6 separate regions of the Sus scrofa genome follow, and regions 2, 3, 4, 5 and 6 are each linked to region 1. A link is a contact called in public Hi-C and targeted proximity ligation data. All regions are on one chromosome and are shown on one strand. The core of a region is the stretch at or near the end of the contact, and the rest is flanking DNA. Distances in the headings are between cores, read along the strand shown. Region 1 has its middle 68 kb from the start of ZNF706. Region 2 has its middle 57 kb from the start of PABPC1. Region 3 overlaps PABPC1 (polyadenylate-binding protein 1). Region 4 overlaps GRHL2 (grainyhead-like protein 2 homolog). Region 5 has its middle 46 kb from the start of YWHAZ. Region 6 holds the start of YWHAZ (tyrosine 3-monooxygenase/tryptophan 5-monooxygenase activation protein zeta).

Region 1 (3,221 bases), core at 300-2,799:
TCCTTAACCCATGAATGAGGCCAGGGATCAAACCCAGATCCTCATGGATACTAGTTGGGTTCTTTTTTTTTTTTTTTTGGTCTTTTTTAGTGACACACCCGCGGCATAAGGAAGGTCCCAGGCTAGGGGTTGAATTAGAGCTGTTGCTGCTGGCCTACGCCAGAGCCACAGCAGCGCCAGGTCCCAGCCACGTCTGTGACCTACACCACAGCTCATGGCAAAGCTGGATCCTTCACCCACTGATTGAGGCCAGGGATCGAACCCGAAATGTTGTGGGTCCTAGTCAGATTCATTTCCGCTGCGCCACGACGGGAACTCCCTAGTTGGGTTCTTAACCCGATAAGCCACAACGGGAACTCCCCCAGTTCCCAGCCTCAGGGCTGGTTTGGAGGTTCACGCCCATGCCATCCTCTGGGCCACTTCACCGTTGCCTCCTGGGTTCCGTGGCTTGGCTCTTTCTCGGCTGTGCTCAACTGGGTGTCAGTAAATCCAACCTCAAGAAACTTCACCTTTGTTGAGAGAAAGGAAGCCTTCCACTCCGCAGCCTACACAAGCAAGATCACGCTGTGGTTCACTCTATTTGCAATTTCCCTTCTCTGCAGGCCCCGGGACTGGCCTGGAGCTCAGGCTCTGGCTTCAGTTCTTGGCCCCCCAGCTCCAATACAGGGCCCAGGGCACAGCAGAGTCCTCTCACAATAAGGGCCCTTTCTTTTTATTTTTTATTTTTGCCTTTTTGCCTTTTCCAGGGCCACACCCGTGGCATATGGAGGTTCCCAGGCTAGGGGTCCAGTCGGAGCTGTAGCCACCGGCCTACGTCACAGACACAGCAACACGGGATCCGAGTCGCATCTTCAGCCTGCACCACAGCTCACAGCAACTCTGGATCCTTAACCCACTGAGCAAGGCCAGGGATCGAACCCGCAACCTCATGGTTCCTAGTTGGATTCATTAACCACCGTGCCATGATGGAAACTCCAACAAGGGCCTCTTCTTGGGCAGATGGCACCCTGACACCGGGCGGGTCCTGTTACCCACACTTGGAGCCACTCCTACCAGTGGAAAGGCAAAGACCTCAGACACAGAAAAGCTAACGCCCTCAGAGGCCCTGACCTCATCCACTTCCTCACACAGGGCAGGGGCAGTCCTGGTCCCTTGGAGGTGGAGCAGCGACAGGCCTGACTGGAATTGCTTTCAAATGCCCCAGTTTCATCTGTTTTCAGTCAGAGTAGGCTGGTCGACCATGAGCAAAGCCTTTCATGTGGCTAAAAATGTATAGAAATTCCAAACCAGTTTTTAAAATTCAAAATTGGACACTGAGCCCAGGAATCTTCCTCTACAAGAGAGAAGTGTGTGCATTTGTGGATTTTGTCTCAGTGCTGGAGAAACAGACTCCCAGATCATGTAACCAAAGGCCTCGAGGTCCCAGAGGCTGCACTGGTCTGGTTCCTGACAACCGTCAGATTCCAGCTTCTGATCTCTTACAGGCCTCACTGTGAACAGACTAAACTCAACATGGCTTCAAAGGCAGTGTTGCAGCATCGCCTGGGCTGTCTGTTTTTCTGGGCTCAAGTTCACTCCTTGATTGCGTGCGCTGTCTTCCCTCGAGACGCAGACTTACTCCACTCCGGCTCTTGAATCGTTTGTGTGGGGCGGGCTCACGCTTTCTGAAGGGCAACTGGTTTTAAATAAGTAGTCACAGGCTCAAGCAAAGACTACAGAATATATTTTTATTCCACTGTGGTGGACACTGCACGTGGATCAGAGAAAGCAGGAGAGATGAGGGTCAGCTCAGGACAGGAAGAGAAGACATTTATCCACAAATTACATAATCCACAATTACATAATCCATCAGCATTACCACATCAGATCCCAAACTCTCAGGGAGGAAAAAAAAAAAGTATTTGTTTTCCTTTTCCCTTGTCCTTTTTTCCCCTCTTAAGTGCTAAAAATGTGTTAATGATGCAAAATCAAATCACTTTGGACCATTAATCAACACCCACACTTGGAGACAATATTAAAACAAGTAGGAGTGGCCATTCTCATTTAATTTATCCGGTAATACTGTCCCTTGTAGCCACCGCTGTGGACTATAACATTGGATTAAAGCTCTTCTTATTCCATTTGTCACTACGAACTACTCTGTGACTCATCATTTCCACGGTCCCCACTTCAGAGATGACTCTGAGATGGATTCATCACTATGGGGACAGGGGAGGTCCAAGGCCACAGCATCTGATGATTTGTGGGCACATGACCCCAAAGTTTCTACCCTCAGACCCAATGGAAAGTGACTAGAGCCCCATGGATGTGGTGGTGACCAGATTCTCCACCAGCGATTTACTGCTGTACCACAGAGTGCCGTGAAACCTAGAGGATGGCGTTCCTGTTGTGGCTTAGTGGTAATGAACCCGATTAATATCCATGAGGATGCAGGTTCGATCTCTGGCCTTGCTGGAGGATCGGGCAAGGATTGGGCATTGCTGTAGCTATGGTGTAGGCCGGCAGCTACAGCTCCGATTCTGTTCCCAGCCTGGGAACTTCCATATGCCTTGAGTGCAGCCCTTAAAAAAAAAGAAGAAGAAAGAAAGGAACCTAGAGGTTTTTGCTTTTTTTGTTTTGTTTTGTTTTTGTCTTTTCTAGGGCCGCTCCCGCAGCATATGGAAGTTCCCAGGCTAGGGAGTCTAATCAGAGCTGTAGCCACCGGCCTATGCCAGAGCCACAGCAACACGGGATCCTTGACCCACTGAGCAAGGCCAGGGATCGAACCCACAACCTCATGGTTCCTAGTCGGATTCCTTAACCACTGCACCACGACGGGAACTCCAAAACCTAGAGGTTTAACACTACAATCACTTTCTTACATCTAAGTTTCATGGGGCAGGAATTCAGGGAGGATGTGGCCAGGTGATTCCTCTGTGGTCTGTGGGGTAGACGCAGGCAGTATTCAGTGGTGTTCAGGTGGCCTCTGGTCTGGTCTGGAGGGTCCAGGCGAGGCAGCCTGCTCACACACCTGCCTTGGGAGGGACAGCTGTGCTCAGTTAAGCCTCTCTTCTCCCAGCAATCCCTGGCCTCTCCAGCCAGGTAGCTGGACTGCTTGTTTGGAAGATGAGGGCCCCCAAGGCCAGGGTTCTAAGAGGAAGGAAGTTGATCTGTACCAGGCTTTTTTTTTTTTTAAGGGCCGCACCCACAGCATATGGAAGTTCCCAGGCTAGGGGTCAAAT
Region 2 (3,290 bases), core at 458-2,957, 380 kb before region 1:
CACGGATTGAATCTGCATCTTCACAGAGGCAAACGTCAGATACTTAACCCACTGAGCCACAACAGGAACTCCTTCTTGCGGTACTTTTAGTTAAAGGTAATATATTACTGAAGATGCTCAACGGCACTAATTATTAGAGAAGTGCATATCGAAACTACAAAGAGGTACCAACTCACACCAATCAGAATGGCTACATCAAAAAGTCTACAAACAGAAAATGCTGAAGAGGGTGTGGAGAAAAAGGAACCCTCCTACACTGTTGGTGGGAATGTGAATTGGTACAACCACTATGCAGAACAGTTTGGAGACTTCCTTAAAATCTAAAAATAGGACTACTAAATGATCCAGTCATTTTACCCCTGGGCATATACCTGGAAAAGGCAAAAACCCTAATTTGAAAAGATACATGCACTTCAATGTTGCTAGCAGTACTATATACAGAAGCCAAGACCTGGAATCAACCTAAATGTTGATCAACAGATGAATGGATAAAGAAGATGTGGTACATATAGACAGTGAAATATTACTCAGCCATAAAAAAGAACAAAATAATGCCAGTTGGAACATGAATGGAAGTAGAGATTATCATACTAAGTGAAGAAGGTCAGACAGAGACAAATATATGATATCGCTTATAGGTAGAATTTAAAAACTTGATACAAATGGACTTGTTTATCAAACAGAAACAGACTCACAGACTTAGAAAACAAACATGGTTACCAAGAGGGAAAGGGCCAGGAGGGACAAATTACGAATTTGCAATTAACAGATACACATTATTATATATAAAATAGATAAACGACAAGGACATACTATATAGCACAAGGAAATATACTGAATATTTTGTAATAACCTCTAATGGAAAAGAATCTGAAAAAGAATATATGCATGTGTGCATGTGTACATATATGTGTGTGTATATATGCATATGTATAACCAAATCACTTTGCTATACAACTGAAACATTGTAAATTAACTATACTTAAATAATATTTTTAAAAAAGACAATGCTACTCTTACAAATGAAAAACCTATAACGTTTCTTCTCTTTCAAAGTAATTTAACCCAAAGTATCCCAATTTGGGTATGTACAAAACCCTCACAAAGCACAACTTTTTTTGGGGGGAGGGGGGCTACACCTGCAGCTTATGGAGGTTCCCAGGCTAGGGGTCTAACTGGAGCTGTAGCTGCTGACCTACACCACAGCAACTCAGGATCCAAGCTGCATCTGCGACCTACACCACAGCTCATGGCAATGCCGGATCCTTAACCCACCGAGTGTTGCCAGGGATCAAACCCATGTCCTCATGGATGCTAGTCGGGTTTACTAATCACTGAGCCACAACAGGAACTCCTCAAATCACAACTTTTAAAAAGTCACTTATTTGGAGAGGATGTGCCAGCCCCGCAGATATAATTTTCTGCCACTAGATGTCTCTGAGTCTTAAAGCAGCACAGTAATGAGGTTTTTGTCTATTTATACCCACAGATCACCTACCTCCCTGTTAGAGAGTTTCATAATCCTCTTATGTAATGCTGGGCTGTCAGCTACAGTTAATCATCAGTTGGGAAATGGGCAGCGGGGATCTCAAGGGCTCCATGCCCCCAACACCAGGCTGGAAGTGTTGAGAGAAAGGTCTGTTCCTGTGTGACCACACAGAACCCCACAACCCTGAAATGCGTCCCTGTGTTAGGCAGGGAAGGCTTGGACAGGGAGATCGGGCAGCGGAAACAAAGAGCTGCCTGGGGCGTATGACCAGATGGATGCGGAGACCAAATCCTCCTTTTTCTTTCAGTTTGGAACCAGCAGATGAGCTAGCGGGCTGACTGGTATCTCAGCCCTGCATGTCTCCCCTGCCTGCAGGCACATCTTAAAACTCTGACTCTCACTTCACACCTGCCCCCACCCACACACTCAGACCAGGGACCATACAGTCAGCAAAAGCCAGAGAAGGCTCTCCACACTCCCTAGCATGTCATCAGGCCCTGTCATCAGTCTCCTTTCTGTGGGTTTACATGGACGCGTCTGGTCAGCCTAGCCAGGGACTCCCACTGGGTGAGGACCACTCTTCTTCAACTTTGCAACCCCTACGCCCTACGCCCAAATCTTTTACATGGCAGGTATACAATGAGCATCTGTTGAAACCAAAGTGTGATTATGAAAGTGTGAGAAGACTAATGAAGTTATTCTTCACTGATGAATCTTAAAAAAATAGCTCGATGCCTCCAATAAGAAGAAGCCATCATTTTTTCTTTTTTTTAGGGTCGCATCCACGGCATATGGAAGTTCCCACTACAGCTGCTAGCCTACGCCACAGCCAGAGTAACATGGGATCCGAGCCACGTCTGTGACCTACATGACAGTTCATGGCCACACCCGATCCTTAACCCACTGAGTGAGGCCAGGGATTGAACCCTCATCCTCATGGATCCTAGTTGGGTTCGTTAACCGCTGAGCCATGAAGGGAACTCCAATAAGAAGTTATCATTGATGAATGCATCCCCCTCCCCTCCCATGGTTATTTGGAGGCTGACTTTAGCAGCTCCTTAAAGCCTAGCATTTCAGTGTGAGGGTTAAGGGTGTGAACTCTGGAGTAAGGTGGTGTGGGGTAAATCTTAGCTCCAGGATGTATTAGCTCTGTGACCTTGTGGCTGGAAACAGGGCTTCTGTAAATGGGGACAATAACAGCACTCATTTCATAGATTAGTTGTAAAGACTCAGTAGGTTAATACTCATAGCATCGTTAGCACAGCTCCTGGTACATAGCAACTGCTCAATAGTGGTTAAGAGCTAGTGGCCAAAGTGAGAATGGCTGCAGTTCAAATGCTTCTATAACTCAGGCAAGTTACCTAAACTCTCTAAGCGTCAGTTTCTTCATCTGTAAAGTGGGGATAATGCTGCTCACCTCAGAGAGTTGGCGTAGGGATAGGAAGCTAGCAGCCCACCTTAGCCGTGATTACCAGTACGTTTTAGGTGTTGAGTAAATAGCTTGTGGGTAGGTTGGCCAGGACATTGGGAATTGGTCATGACACTGACATTCACGATACTGCCAATCCCCTACCTTTTCTTAAACACCTAACTTGTGTGCCTATTTCTTATTTCACTTGGTTCATAAAATCCCTGAAACTAACACAACATTGTAAATCAACTATACTTCAATAAAAATTTGAAAATCAAAACAACTCTTCAGCTCACTTTAATCCAGAAGTTGGTGGCGATTCATGAAACATGTGGTTCCAATCTAGTCCCTCATCAAATTCGCACAGGAAAGCCAGGAATGGAGGCAGCT
Region 3 (3,040 bases), core at 295-2,794, 510 kb before region 1:
AATGAGTCACCTCTTCCGGTTAAATTGGAAACTGGTCACTTTCAGAAGCTATTCTAAAAGTCCATCAATGTAGCAGTAATTAGGGGGTGGGGGGTTAAAAACCACTGAAAATATTAAAGAGGATCACTTGTACACATACAAATGAAATAAACATTAGATGGAAAAAAATGCTACCTTCTGTTGAGCAGTTTTAGTACTAGTCTACTGGTATAGATAGATAATATGCAGTGTACTGTAACCATGGTAACCTCCAAGTTTGACTTTTCAAATTCCAACAAATTTTTAAAAATTGTTTTTTTGGGATTTACATGTAAGTTTAGAAAGAACAACCACTTTCAAAGGTTTCCATTTTATGGTCTCTAGAATTCGTACAGATTTTCTCCATTGACTCTTTAGTTTATCTGCCCCCAAATTATCTTCCCTGATCTTACTTTATCTTCCATTCAGTGATAAATCTCTCCCAGAGTTGAGAAGAACTGCTAAGGAGTGACATGTGGAGCTACTGCTTACAGAGCAAAAGGGCAGGAAACCTGCAGTGCAGTTTTACAACTTTTGGCTCAGTGTCACTCAACAGTCTGCCTCCCCAAAAATCTCAGTATCAACTTTACCTAGTGAAAAGCTGACCACTAAATAACTCTAGGTCTGTTATTAGAAATTCAAATTCTACCCTTTAGATCTTTCCTACAAAAATAAATTCCTTGTATTTTGTAATACTTGACATGTATTCAAGTACCCTGGGAAAAAAGGAGGCAAAATAGGGTCATAAACTCAAGTGAAAATGACTTTTGTAAGTCAACTAATCCAAATATAAAGAAAAATCCTGGCAACTCATCAGGCTACATAGTTTATCTGTTTGCCAAAATCTGGATTTTTTTGAACTGTTTAACTTCAAATTAAAAATACAAGGTTGCCTGCATTTTCCCTCATAAATTTCAAGCTAACTCTGTATCTGTTAACATTGTGAGCAATCATTCCCCATGTAGGGATACTCTGGACCACTTTTAAAAATAAAGACACCCCTACTTGAATGCCACATAAGCATATTATGGTCCAGTCCACACCACACTCACAAGTAACATTTTACAGTCAAAACAGATGACATTTAAAAGTTAAACCCCTCCAAACCAGAGAAACTACTTGAGAGGGGAAAAAATATTCTGAACAAGTTACTAGTACTGCGAAATTAGTTTCATTAAAAAAAATTAAGACGACCTAAATTAAATTGCCTGAGAAAACGATGGCCTTCAAAGGGGTCATTTTCCATATCCCCTCCTCCCATCCTGTTAACGCTACAGTGAGAAGTGCCTGATCTCGGGGAAAACCCCCAACGCTGGGCTCACTGGTAATTTACACTTCTAGAGCCATCAGTCACTGACAAGTTATTAAGAACGGGAATCAGAAACCTGACGACCAGCACAAGATCCCCAAATTAACTTTATTCTAAGTCCCTGTGGCTCCCCCAGGCGACTGGGCCAGTAGCAGGAACAGGCCTCGGGCCTGTGAGGTTACAGGGTTCAACACGTGGTATTTTTCGAGCACCGAAAGGCACTTCCTCCCGGTCCTGGGGCGCCGGCAAGAACCTGGGGTGGAAGGAGCGCCTCCACCTATTGCCGGAGAAGGGGGCTCGACGCTCGACGCCCCAGAATCCCGCAGCTACTGGCGGGAGTGCCTTGGAAGAGTCCAATCTCACCCACTCTCCCGGCGCGTCATCACCCTAAACTTTGAGCCGCTGAGGCCGAGAAAATGGTCGCAGAGGAGGAAGTGCCAGGCACGCGAGGGGCGTGAGGCTACTGGCGGCACGGGTCCCGGAGGACACGGGGAACCGGGGTCCCGGCGCCCGAACCTCGCCCCACTGGCCCTGTGTGTGGGGGGGTGACATGCCCTCCCGCTCCCTCCCCCCGGGCCCGCCGGCCTAGCCCGCCCGCCGCCGCCGCCACCACCACCGCCTGAGCCTCATGGCCGCTCGCCCGCCCGGCCCGCATCTCACCGTCCGCCGGCTGCTGGAAGTTCACATACGCGTAGCCCAAGGAGCGGCGGGTGATCATGTCCCTGCAGACCCGGATGGAGAGGATGGGCCCGGCCGGGCTGAACTTCTCGTAGAGCATCGCCTCGGTCACGTCGGGGTGTAGGTCCCCCACGTAGAGCGAGGCCATGGGGTAGCTGGGGGCGCTGGGGTTCATCTTGGCACGGCTGCCCGCAGGGCCACAGGCCGCGACCTTTCCGTGAGAGGAGAGCGAGTGCTGGGGCCGGGGGGCCGGAGCCGGGGGGAGGGGAGCGGGGGCAAGCGCAGAGGGACAAAAATCAACCGGAATCGAAAACTACTCAACGGCCGCAGAACGGAGTCGATCCGCTTGCCGCTGGCTGCTGGCTGCCGGCAGGGGAGAGAGGGTGGCGGTGTCGGGTCCGGGCAGCGGGAAGGCCTCGGTCTCTTGGTTCCTTCTTGGAGCTGCTGCGGGGCCGCGGGCGGGCGGGTCGGTCTCGGCTGCTTCACCGGGTTATTTTATAAAAGAGGAAGAAAAAAAAATAAAAGTCTCCGGCGGGGGAGACGCGGATTTTTTGTAAATTTTTTTTGGGTTTTTTAAAAGATTTTTTTAGATTTTTTTTGGATTTTTTTAATAATAAATGTGTGTTCCGAGCCCGGAGCACACACTCCGCACTCTCAGCACTAACCGCCGGGGAGAAGGGGAAGCACCGCCTCCTGCACCCTCTACTTATACCCCCCGCCGCACTCGCCCCGCCCCCGCGCGTCTGACGCTAGGGCCCTACGCGAACGTCAGCGCCGGAGGAGGAGGAGAAAAGGGGGCAAGGAGGAGGAGGGAAAAGAAAAAAAGGAGGAGGAAAGAGCCGAGAGGAAGGGAGAGGTGGCGGCGGTGGCTGCTGCGGGCGTGGGGGTGGGGCTGGGGCGGAGGGGCGGGGCTTCTGCGCACGCGCCGCGGCCGGGGGAGGCGGAGCCTGTGCTGCGTAGCGCCTGTGGGGGAGGGGAGGGCCGGCTCGCGGGCTGCACTTGGAGGAGGTGGGTGGGACGGCCCCTCCTCCCACA
Region 4 (3,209 bases), core at 534-3,033, 290 kb after region 1:
AGCCAAAAGTTCAATGATCTCTTGATATTTACTTTGTTAATTGCTTTAACATACCTTTAAAGCATAACATATGTATTTTAGAAATAATGGTCTAAAATATGACATTTATGAAAGTTTTATTCAAACTCTTCACAATTCATGACATCAGTATTTCAAAACTAAAATTACTTTTTATCTCGTGCTGTTTAGTCAAGGCAATTCTTCTCTACCATCTTCAAAGTTGAGATACAACACTTTTAAATCTGTGTATGTGGGACTGTCTTCAGAAATTCTATCCTAAGCCACAAGTATTGATTCTTACATTAGAAATAGTTACATAAGTGACTGCCACCATGTTGCCTCTCATATCAAAACTGTTTTTAATTAATCCTTTTATTTCAAGATAATTGTTGATTTATATGCCATTATAAGAAGCCCACCCCCTTTTTCAATGGCTATGTTTTTATTTTTACTGTAGAGATTGCAGTTAAAAAAATCCACCCCGTAATACTCAAATCTGCATCAAATATACAAGAGATTTTAAAAATATACATAAGGAAATGAAAATAAATCCTGTTTCCCATCTCTCAGAGTAGCAGCTTTTCATCAGCTTCTTCTATTAGTACCAGTTATGCTCGTCAAGGGCTTTCTGCTCACTTCTTAGTCTCTTGTCCTGAGCTGCTGAAAAGCTTGGCAAATACTGGGAAGGAAACACAGCAGGGTCTGGCTCACTTCTCTGTGCTTATCGACTTGATGGACATTTTCCCATCAGTCCTGAATCCCTCAGCGGCCCTAAACACTAATTTCTGTGTCTCTTGTCATCGCGAGATCGCCAAATATGCAAACCTCTTGGTACGTGCCTCCGCTGGATCTACCACCCTCCACTTCCCGTTGAGAAGGGGCATCACTTCCAGATCAAAGTGCTCACGGACTCTCAGCTCACCTCTCTGCAGTTTACTCCTCTGAGATCCCAGCCTCTCCACTCTGGCTGACTCAACCGTAGGCGCCAGTACCCTCAGTAAGATGACAACATAGGTGTATGTACTGTCACGTTGTTGTTCTTTGCTGGAACATTGCTTGGTTTGCCACGAGCTACGACAGACATCTGAGAAACTTCAGTTCCTCTTAAAACCATCCTCCTGTATTTCCTCTTCAGAGGAGCCTTCTGGGGCTTACTGACCTAGTTACTTGCTACTTTCAGTTGTGAGCTCTTAACCACAGATATCCTTACTAAATATATGTGGGGTTTGTTTGTTGATTTTTTTTTTTTTTTTTTTTTTTTTGCCAGTTTGTGTCAGATGAAGGCTGTTGTTACCCGCAAACTTAGCGTTGGTGAAGGTCATTTTGGGATGATAGGTTCTATCCCAAAGAGGGACTTATTGTTGGGAATAAACTCATTTGGATTCTCCTCTGTAATGTGAGAGATGATGTGAGGACTTAAGAGGACCTCCTCTTTTCTGAGGCTGATGAGGGGGAGGGATGTTAATTTATTTAGGAAACACGTGGTCATTAGGCTACATAGGCCACAAGCAGAGTTGTGAACTAAACCCATGGTGTGTCCACGTTGCCTGCAACTCTGTGCTTTATTTTGGCGCCTCCCTTTCTAGGCACCGAAGCTGAGAGCAGCTCAGCCAGCAAGTAGGGTTCCTCATGACTTTTCCCACGTGTGGCCAGAGCCACAGGCTTCAGACCCAAACTCCTACCTAGACTTTTTCTGATGAAACTTAGCTGTCCTTTGTTTATACCTTAGGGACTTGCTTTCCCCTAGGTTGACCCCGCAAGGCTGCTGGACGTGGAGGCCCTCCACGTGTTAATCACACATTGTGCCCACAGTATGGGGACTGATGTCAGAGAAAGCAATTTTCTTCCTTCTCGTCCTTTTGTGGTACAATCCAGTGCAATTGGACAGGGCATCAGGGGACCTGAAATCTGTGTTCTTTCCATCTATCAATTGGGGCAGTCATTTCTGTCCTTCTTTTCTTACTTGGCTTTGAAAAGAAATGAAACAGTCGAATTGAGACCACACAAGCTTATTGACTCCTCCTGGGTTTATAGATTTGAAAGTGTGAAAAAGCATTTCTGATCTCCCAAGAGAAATGTGGTTTATCCAAGATGTTATTTTAATGGCAAAGGTTGTCGTGGCTCAGAATGGGGTGCTGTCAAAAGTCAGCAGAACTGGAAAAATATAAATAAACCCTTCCTTGCCTAGAAAAAGAAAATCACTAGTTTAGCAACCCTGACACAGCATGAGCAAGTGTCTCGTGATATGTCAGGCTATTTACCCATTATTAACCTACTGGTCACTGACAGCTGTGTGAATGGATTTTTAATCTTCTGCTCCTGGGGTCATGGTCAGTCCAGTTCCAAGACATTATTCCAGAATAATATGACCAGCTTTTATGATTTTTTTTAAAAAGTGAGGGGAATATAGTACTAAAACTAAGTTTTAGTACTCTTAAAACTTATTATATATTTAGCTGGAACTTGAATTTTTCCTCTAGTTATTTCCTTAGTTTGACTTACTGTGGAATAAAATAAAATGCCAACTCTTAATATCACTTTTCATACCCTCCCTTGTTCATCATCATCTCAGATTTAATGAATACTTATTTTTTAATCCTTTTTAGGGTTGTTCCTGTGGCATATGGAGGTTCCCAGGCTAGGGGTCAAATTGGAGCTACAGCTGCTGGCCTATTCCACAGCCACAGCAGTGCCAGATCCGAGCCACATCAGCTCACCACAATGCCAGATCCTTAACCCACTGAGTGAGGCCAGGGATCAAACCTTCAACCTCACGGTTCCTAGTCAGATTTGTTTCCACTGCGCCATGGCGGGAACTCCAGATTTATTGAATACTTTATCATGATGTTGTCCCTCAGAGCTGGGTTTGCTCAACAGCCTGTTTCACTTTTTAGCTGCATTGCTCTGCATATGACATATAACACCCTAAGCCTTAGTTTAGTCATCACTGAAATAGGGATGTGGTTGATCCTTGCCCTGCTGGCTCTCAGAGTGTTCAGAAGAGCCATTATTGACTGAGGAGATGAAAAGTGTTTGTAAAACATGGTCTTATTAAAGAATGATAAACATGATTTTGGACCAGCTAGAGTATGAGATTGTAAATTAAAAGTCTGGTTGGGAGTTCCCATCGTGGCTCAGTGGTTAACGAATCTGACTAGGAACCATGAGGTTGAGGGTTTGATCCCTGGTCTTGCTCAGTGGGTTAAGGA
Region 5 (3,203 bases), core at 687-3,186, 330 kb before region 1:
TGGGTGCATAAAAAGAAAAAAAAAGTCACATCCTGCCCAAGGGGCCAGGTGGGAAACAGCCAGCCTGGGGCTGCTCACGTCCTCCAGTGGCCGCTACACAGCCATGCACCCTGCTGGCTCACAAAACCAGAAGCTCCCAGGCCATGGATGCATGCAAAGGAGTCCTCAGGGGTACTGCTGTCCTTCTCCCCACATTCTTGGCCAAGAGGCCCTGTTTGAACAATTCACAAGGATCTTGGGTGTGGGGAGGAAAGAGCCACAAACCACAAAAACTTATAAATGTTCCTATACACAAAAAAGGCCTTTTAAAGCATGATGAGGAATTAGAAGACTCCTGAGCTACATCTTTGCTCTTAGACTTTTGCACCCCTGCATGGGTGGGACAGCAGCACACAGATATGGGAACCTCCGCCAGATCTGGAAGGCATCCACGCCGGCTGATGGGGAGTAGACTCGGAGAAAGGATAGAAGATGAAAACTAAGGGCAGAGGGAGGAAGGGAGAAGGAGTAATAGGGAAGGCAGCCAGGCTGGAGCTGAATAATGAATGGTACTCACTGGCTCCCCAGAGAAGCCCTGGAGCCTCTATTCCTGAAACAGCGGAATTATTGATGGGAAATATATGATGCCCTGGCCCGAGCTGACAGCTGCAAGACAAGCTGACAGCAGTTTAAATGGATCCTGCCCCCCATAAAGTGAAGGCCCCTCTCTGGTCTTTAGAGATGCTTAAGGCCCCTGTGCAGAGATAGTGAAGAAATTCTGGATTTCAGAGGGTCCATGATTCTCCCTGACCAGGTCTGGAAGCAGCAGGAGGCCTTGGCCAGAATCACAGGCTGACCTGGTGATGCTCTTAATGTGTGAAGCCCTGCTGGCTCCTCTAGGACTCTGGGCATTTCCCAAGCAGCGTCCATCCCTTCTTCTTTTTCTTCTTCTTCTTCTTCTTCTTTTTTTTTTTTTTTTTTTTTTTTTGTCTTTTTAGGGCCGCCCCCACAGCATATGGAGGTTCCCAGGCTAGGGGTCAAATCGGAGCTGTAGCCACTGGCCTACACCACAGCCACAGCAACGCCAGATCCCAGCCATGCCTAGACCACAGCTCACAGCAACGCCGGATCCTTAACTCACTAAGCTGGGGGTGGAACCTGCATCTTCATGGATGCTTGTCAGGTTCATTAACCACTGAGCCACGATGGGCACTCCCTGTCCATCCCCTTTCTGATCTGCTCAGTTTTGTCCACCTCCAGTCGGAGCCTCTACTAATTTGCTGGAGCTGATACAACCAAGTACAGTTGACCCTCAGTGTAAAAGGGCGATTGAGTCCAAGACCAAAATCCCAGAGCAGCCTCTGCACCTGCCGTTCTGTAGCCACGGATTCAACCCACTGTACTTACTGAAGAAACAAATCCACCTAGAAGTGGACTCATGCAGTTCAAACCCATGTTATTCAAGGGTCAATTGTACCATAGTCTGCACGGCTTAGACCACAGAGGTCTATTGTCTCAGTCCTGGAGGCCAGCAGTTGGGGCTCCAAGTGTCAGGACGGTGGTTCCTTCTGAGGATTCTGCAGAAGGCTGGGGGCCCGTTCCCCGTCCTTGCTGCTGGTGGTTTGCTGGCAGTCTTTGGTGTTTCTTGGCTTATAGGCCCACTATCACAACACCTGCCTTCACCATCACATGGCATCCTCCGTGCTGGGGGGGTGGGGGGGGGTCTGTCTCCATGTGTGCAGTTCTCCTTGCTGTAGGGCCATCAGTCGTACTGGATTAGAACCCACTGTAATGACCTCATTTTGATTATCCCTTTGATGAGCCTGTTTCCAAATAACTGTCCAAATAAGGATTGAAAAGATCCTATTTCCTCAGTTTGCAAGTCATAAGTGTATCAGATCGACATGCTGTACAACTTACACTGACGCAGTTATATGTCAAGTATCTTTCAGTAAAGCTGGGGAAAAAGGAAGCAGGAAAAAAAAATCTCCAAGTTCCTGTTTGGCTCAGTAGGCTAAGGATCAAATGTTGCCAAAAGCTGTGGCATAGTTTGCAGATGCAGCTCGGATCTGGTGTTACCATGGCTGTGGTGGAGGCCTGGAGCTGCAGCTCCGATTGAACCCCTAGCCCGGGAACTATGCTGCAGGTGTGGCTCTAAAAAGAAAAAGAATGAAAAGAAAACCAAAAAAGTCTCTATTATCAAATAAGGTCACATTCACAGGTACACATACAGGCTTAGGACCTCAGCTCCTTTTTGAAGGACAAAATTTAACTTGTAACAGAGCCTTTATGACAGACCTGGCTTTCCTTTTTCTGCACTGACTCTGGGCCCTCTTCACATGGGTAAGTCTCTGTGATTCATTATGAAAGTTTGTAGCCCAGAATACTGCCCTGGGTGTGTAAGGTTCTCAGTTGATATTGGTTTTGTTTGGGGTTTTTTTGTTTGTTTGTTTTTTTGTTGTTTTGTCTTTTTAGGGTGGTTCCCAGACTAGCAGTCAAATGGGAGCTATAGCCGCCCGCCCATACCACAGCCACAGAAACGCCAGATCTGAGCCGTGTCTGCGACCCACATCACAGCTCCCGGCAACACTGGATACTTAACCCACTGAGCAAGGTGAAGGATCAAACCCACAACCTCATGGACATTATGTCAGGTTCTTAACTGGCTGAGCCACAGCAGAACTCCATAAGTTGATATTTGTTGAATAAATAGAAGAATCAATGAATGAAGGGATGTCACAGAAACACAATGCTTTTCAGAAGTTCTGATCTTCTCACTCTGCCTGAGACAAGCTCGAGGAATAGGATTCCTTACAATCATACCGAGGCCCCCAGCTAGATGAGAACAGTAGGAGGGCTGAGTATTCCCCTAGCAGGGAGCAGGGACCCTGGTAGGGAGATCAGTGCTGTTCAGCTTTTCTGGAATAATTTTTTTTTTTTTTTTTTTTTTTTTTTTTTTTGCTTTTTAGGGCTGCACATGCAGCATATGGAGGTTCCCAGGCTAGGGGTCAAATCAGATCGGCAGCTGCTAGCCTACAACACAGCCACAGCAACGCCAGATCCGAGCCGAGTCTGCAACCTACACCACAGCTCACGGCAACACCAGATCCTTAACCCACTGAGCGAAGCCAGGGATCAAACCCAAAACCTCGTGGTTCCTAGTCAGATTCGTTTCCGCTGCACCACGACAGGAACTCCCGGAATAAATTTTGTCTGCAAGTTTC
Region 6 (2,933 bases), core at 39-2,538, 280 kb before region 1:
CAAACCCCAAACCCACAACAGCAGAAATAATTCTGTACTGCTCATTACAGCAGTTCTTCCATGAACAACGATCAAATAATAAGTAGTGCAGCTGGATTTTCAGAGAAATTGGGATACTGTATACAAGAGCGCTGCCATAATGAGACCCAATGTATAACCTAAAGTCCTACAATATAAGGGTAATCATTTAGTAAAACCCACTTTAAGTGCAAAAATGCCTGGTTCATTAAAAAGGGAAAGTATTAGCATATATAGGATGTTATATGCTAAATGGTCGATCTTCTACCAGTTTATCCTCAGATTGAAACTCTTCTGAAATAGAAAGTTACCATTTTTAAGAAAATGTTAAAACAGCCAAAATGTAATGTTCAATTTTTCTAAGGTATTTAAAAAAGCAGCCATTCAACACAGTAGGGACTGAATACTTAAAATACTTCTTGAGTGAACCTGGAAAATAAAGCTTGAGATAATCTTTTATTGTGGTTGTCAATGTTCAAAGATGACTTTCAACACTTAAAAGCAGGAAGAAAGAAAAGCAACTGCTAAGCCAGTTTTCACCATGGCTGACTCACTACATTAACATTATAGTGGCTAGCTCAGGGAAGGCTACAATGTCTCCCATTACATCTTACATAAAACAAGACATATAAAATTCCTGCAGTGTATTTTTTACTTTTAAGAAAATCAGCCATAGAACTACCACAAATACTCTAACCACAACTGAAAAATACTATTATCTTCTCCATTAGAAAAAAAATACACTGGCAGTCTATGTGAAATGATTGATAATCATCATTGCATTTATTTTATACCAACTTAATTTAACCACTACTGTTTTAACATCTTTTAGTAAAGATATTCTGGAAGACTTGGAAATCTAGAACACCCCTTTTTTAAAAGGAAAAGAAAAACCAAAAAAAGAAAAAGTTGACAGTAACATAACTGATATTCACTATAGATGCTAGACTGAATGGTTGGATTCTCACCAGTACATCATTGCAGATATCTCTTAGCTCGGTCTCAATTTTCTCTCGGTATTCTCGAGCCATCTGCTGTTTTTTCTCAGCACCTTCCGTCTTTTGCTCAATACTTGAGACGACCCTCCAAGATGACCTACGGGCTCCTACAACATTTTTATAAGCAACTGAGAGAAGATTCCTCTCCTCATTGGATAATTCAGCTCCTTGCTCAGTTACAGACTTCATACAGGCTGCCATGTCATCATATCGCTCAGCCTGCTCGGCCAGTTTGGCCTTCTGCACCAGCTCATTTTTATCCATGACTGGATGTTCTGCAGGAGAGAAAAAGTAGCATTTAGATATTTTTTCCATTAAAACAATCAGACTCAACTTTAATTCTCTTGTAAATAAGCTGTGTTAACACCCCAAACCTAATTACCTATGGAAGATTCTTCACATGAGGAATTTAATGCAGCCTCACAAAAGGATGTTCAGAATGAGAAAAAAAATTGATATACTCAGCATGCAGATGGTCATTTATAGCCATTAACAACAGTTTTGCTTTAGCAAAACTAAAGCAGCTTTGCCTCATCTTTGTTCAGAAGATCCTAATTTCACATAAGGTCAAAGCACATTTGACCAAGAGCCTTGAAAACCAACCTTTATCTTACTTGGTCAAAATTTCCACTCAGTTTCCATTATCACTAAGTAATCCAAAATCAAGGAGCTTATCTTTAGTGAAGACACCACTTACAAAAACATTACTTTCTGTCATACTTGTGCACGATTCATGTCAGTTTAATTTAATTCATGTCCTTTTAGTTTAATAGTTACTCTTATCAGGAGCATTTAAATTTACCACCCCTACCACAAGTCCACTGATCTTTGCAAATTTGTCACCTGATGACAGCATGCCAATTCTCTAGGAGAAATGACCAAATTTCTTGTTTAAGATATTCTCAATATTAACCCACCACCAAGGATCAAGACCAAAGTGGCCCTAAGGGTTCATTTACCTGTACCTTCTTATATGCACAGTCTTAAAAAAAAAAAGGATATATATATATATCTCCATGAGTCCCGGAACTTCAGTTCTATCTGTGAGCTCTAAATTATGCATAGTAAGTGCTTCCAGTGTGACCAGTGTTTCTGATGTCCTTGTTCAGTTTAAATGATGAATTACTGCACTGTTTCTAGCAGTCAAAATTCAATTGAATACATTACTACTCACGCTTCCCTTCCTAATTCTTTCTCTCATTTTAAAGCTCCCTTGACTTTTCAATTTACCCCCGTTATAGTCTTCCTTAAGATATCCTTTTGAAGAGTCGTAAAACAGCAAAGACACTAAACCATACAGTGATCCCAGAGGGTACACAATTTTAAAGAAAAATGTACAGCCTGAGTGTGGAAGAGAAGAGCTACTGTCACTCACTACGGGAATTGACTCCTTTTACCTTCCCAGGGAAATGCCACAATACTTGGGGGGCGGGGGGGTAACACCCCACAAATCCGAACAGGTCCCCACGTATTTAAACAAGTACTTAGCTAGCTTGAATGGGAAGTATATACTGCTTCAGTGTGAAAACCAAAATTGTGATCGCATAACCCTCCAACCCCCTCCCTTCTCGAAATTACTAATGCGTCCCCTAGGACCTAAAAAATGCTCTCAGGCTAATGCTCCTTCTAATGAAAACTATCTAAAACCAGTACAAAGGTTTCTCTCCTCACCCCCTCGGGTACAAGGGGAAGTGGATTAGGTTTCTCATAGAATAACCAGTGCTCCAATGACTCGCCGCACCCATTTAACCCTTAACGGACGTAAGCCGTCGAGATGAGTAAAACAAAATCCGGCCGACTGTGACTTTAAGGTGCAAACCCTTCTGTCCGCGCCATCCGCAACCCCCTCCTTGGCTCCGCCCAAGCTGGTGCCTCCGCTCAGTCCCCGAGTCTCCCTCTTTGTCATGGCGGATCTGT

The links. Hi-C and Micro-C count contacts between places; a contact is called where the count stands out from the background.
Region 2: a contact with region 1 is called in a Hi-C map of omental adipose tissue, with 3 times the contacts expected there. A contact is called at or near these places in 1 of 5 promoter capture datasets (liver), 24 of 47 Hi-C or Micro-C datasets (alveolar macrophages, blood, brain and 14 more) and 2 of 2 datasets of targeted methods (alveolar macrophages and skeletal muscle).
Region 3: a contact with region 1 is called in a targeted proximity ligation map of alveolar macrophages. A contact is called at or near these places in 5 of 47 Hi-C or Micro-C datasets (alveolar macrophages, embryonic fibroblasts, fetal heart ventricle and 2 more) and 1 of 2 datasets of targeted methods (alveolar macrophages).
Region 4: a contact with region 1 is called in a targeted proximity ligation map of alveolar macrophages. A contact is called at or near these places in 1 of 47 Hi-C or Micro-C datasets (blood) and 1 of 2 datasets of targeted methods (alveolar macrophages).
Region 5: a contact with region 1 is called in a targeted proximity ligation map of alveolar macrophages. A contact is called at or near these places in 1 of 47 Hi-C or Micro-C datasets (embryonic fibroblasts) and 1 of 2 datasets of targeted methods (alveolar macrophages).
Region 6: a contact with region 1 is called in a targeted proximity ligation map of alveolar macrophages. A contact is called at or near these places in 1 of 5 promoter capture datasets (liver), 12 of 47 Hi-C or Micro-C datasets (brain, embryonic fibroblasts, fetal heart ventricle and 6 more) and 2 of 2 datasets of targeted methods (alveolar macrophages and skeletal muscle).

The regions. Positions count from the first base shown.
Region 1 is chr4:35,698,614-35,701,834 of Sscrofa11.1, reverse strand. No RefSeq gene overlaps it. Among named protein-coding and RNA genes, the nearest start is that of ZNF706, 68 kb to the left of the region's middle.
Region 2 is chr4:36,079,303-36,082,592 of Sscrofa11.1, reverse strand. No RefSeq gene overlaps it. Among named protein-coding and RNA genes, the nearest start is that of PABPC1, 57 kb to the left of the region's middle.
Region 3 is chr4:36,208,810-36,211,849 of Sscrofa11.1, reverse strand. It overlaps PABPC1 (polyadenylate-binding protein 1), which reads right to left. Exons shown (of 16, transcript XM_001927747.4): 2 at 1,988-3,040. The coding sequence starts at 2,180. Among named protein-coding and RNA genes, the nearest start is that of PABPC1, 73 kb to the right of the region's middle.
Region 4 is chr4:35,407,760-35,410,968 of Sscrofa11.1, reverse strand. The region is part of intron 12 of GRHL2 (grainyhead-like protein 2 homolog); the gene reads left to right. Among named protein-coding and RNA genes, the nearest start is that of NCALD, 140 kb to the right of the region's middle.
Region 5 is chr4:36,024,239-36,027,441 of Sscrofa11.1, reverse strand. No RefSeq gene overlaps it. Among named protein-coding and RNA genes, the nearest start is that of YWHAZ, 46 kb to the right of the region's middle.
Region 6 is chr4:35,978,182-35,981,114 of Sscrofa11.1, reverse strand. YWHAZ (tyrosine 3-monooxygenase/tryptophan 5-monooxygenase activation protein zeta) reads right to left here and starts at 1,288. Exons shown (of 5, transcript NM_001315726.1): 1 at 987-1,288. The coding sequence starts at 1,280.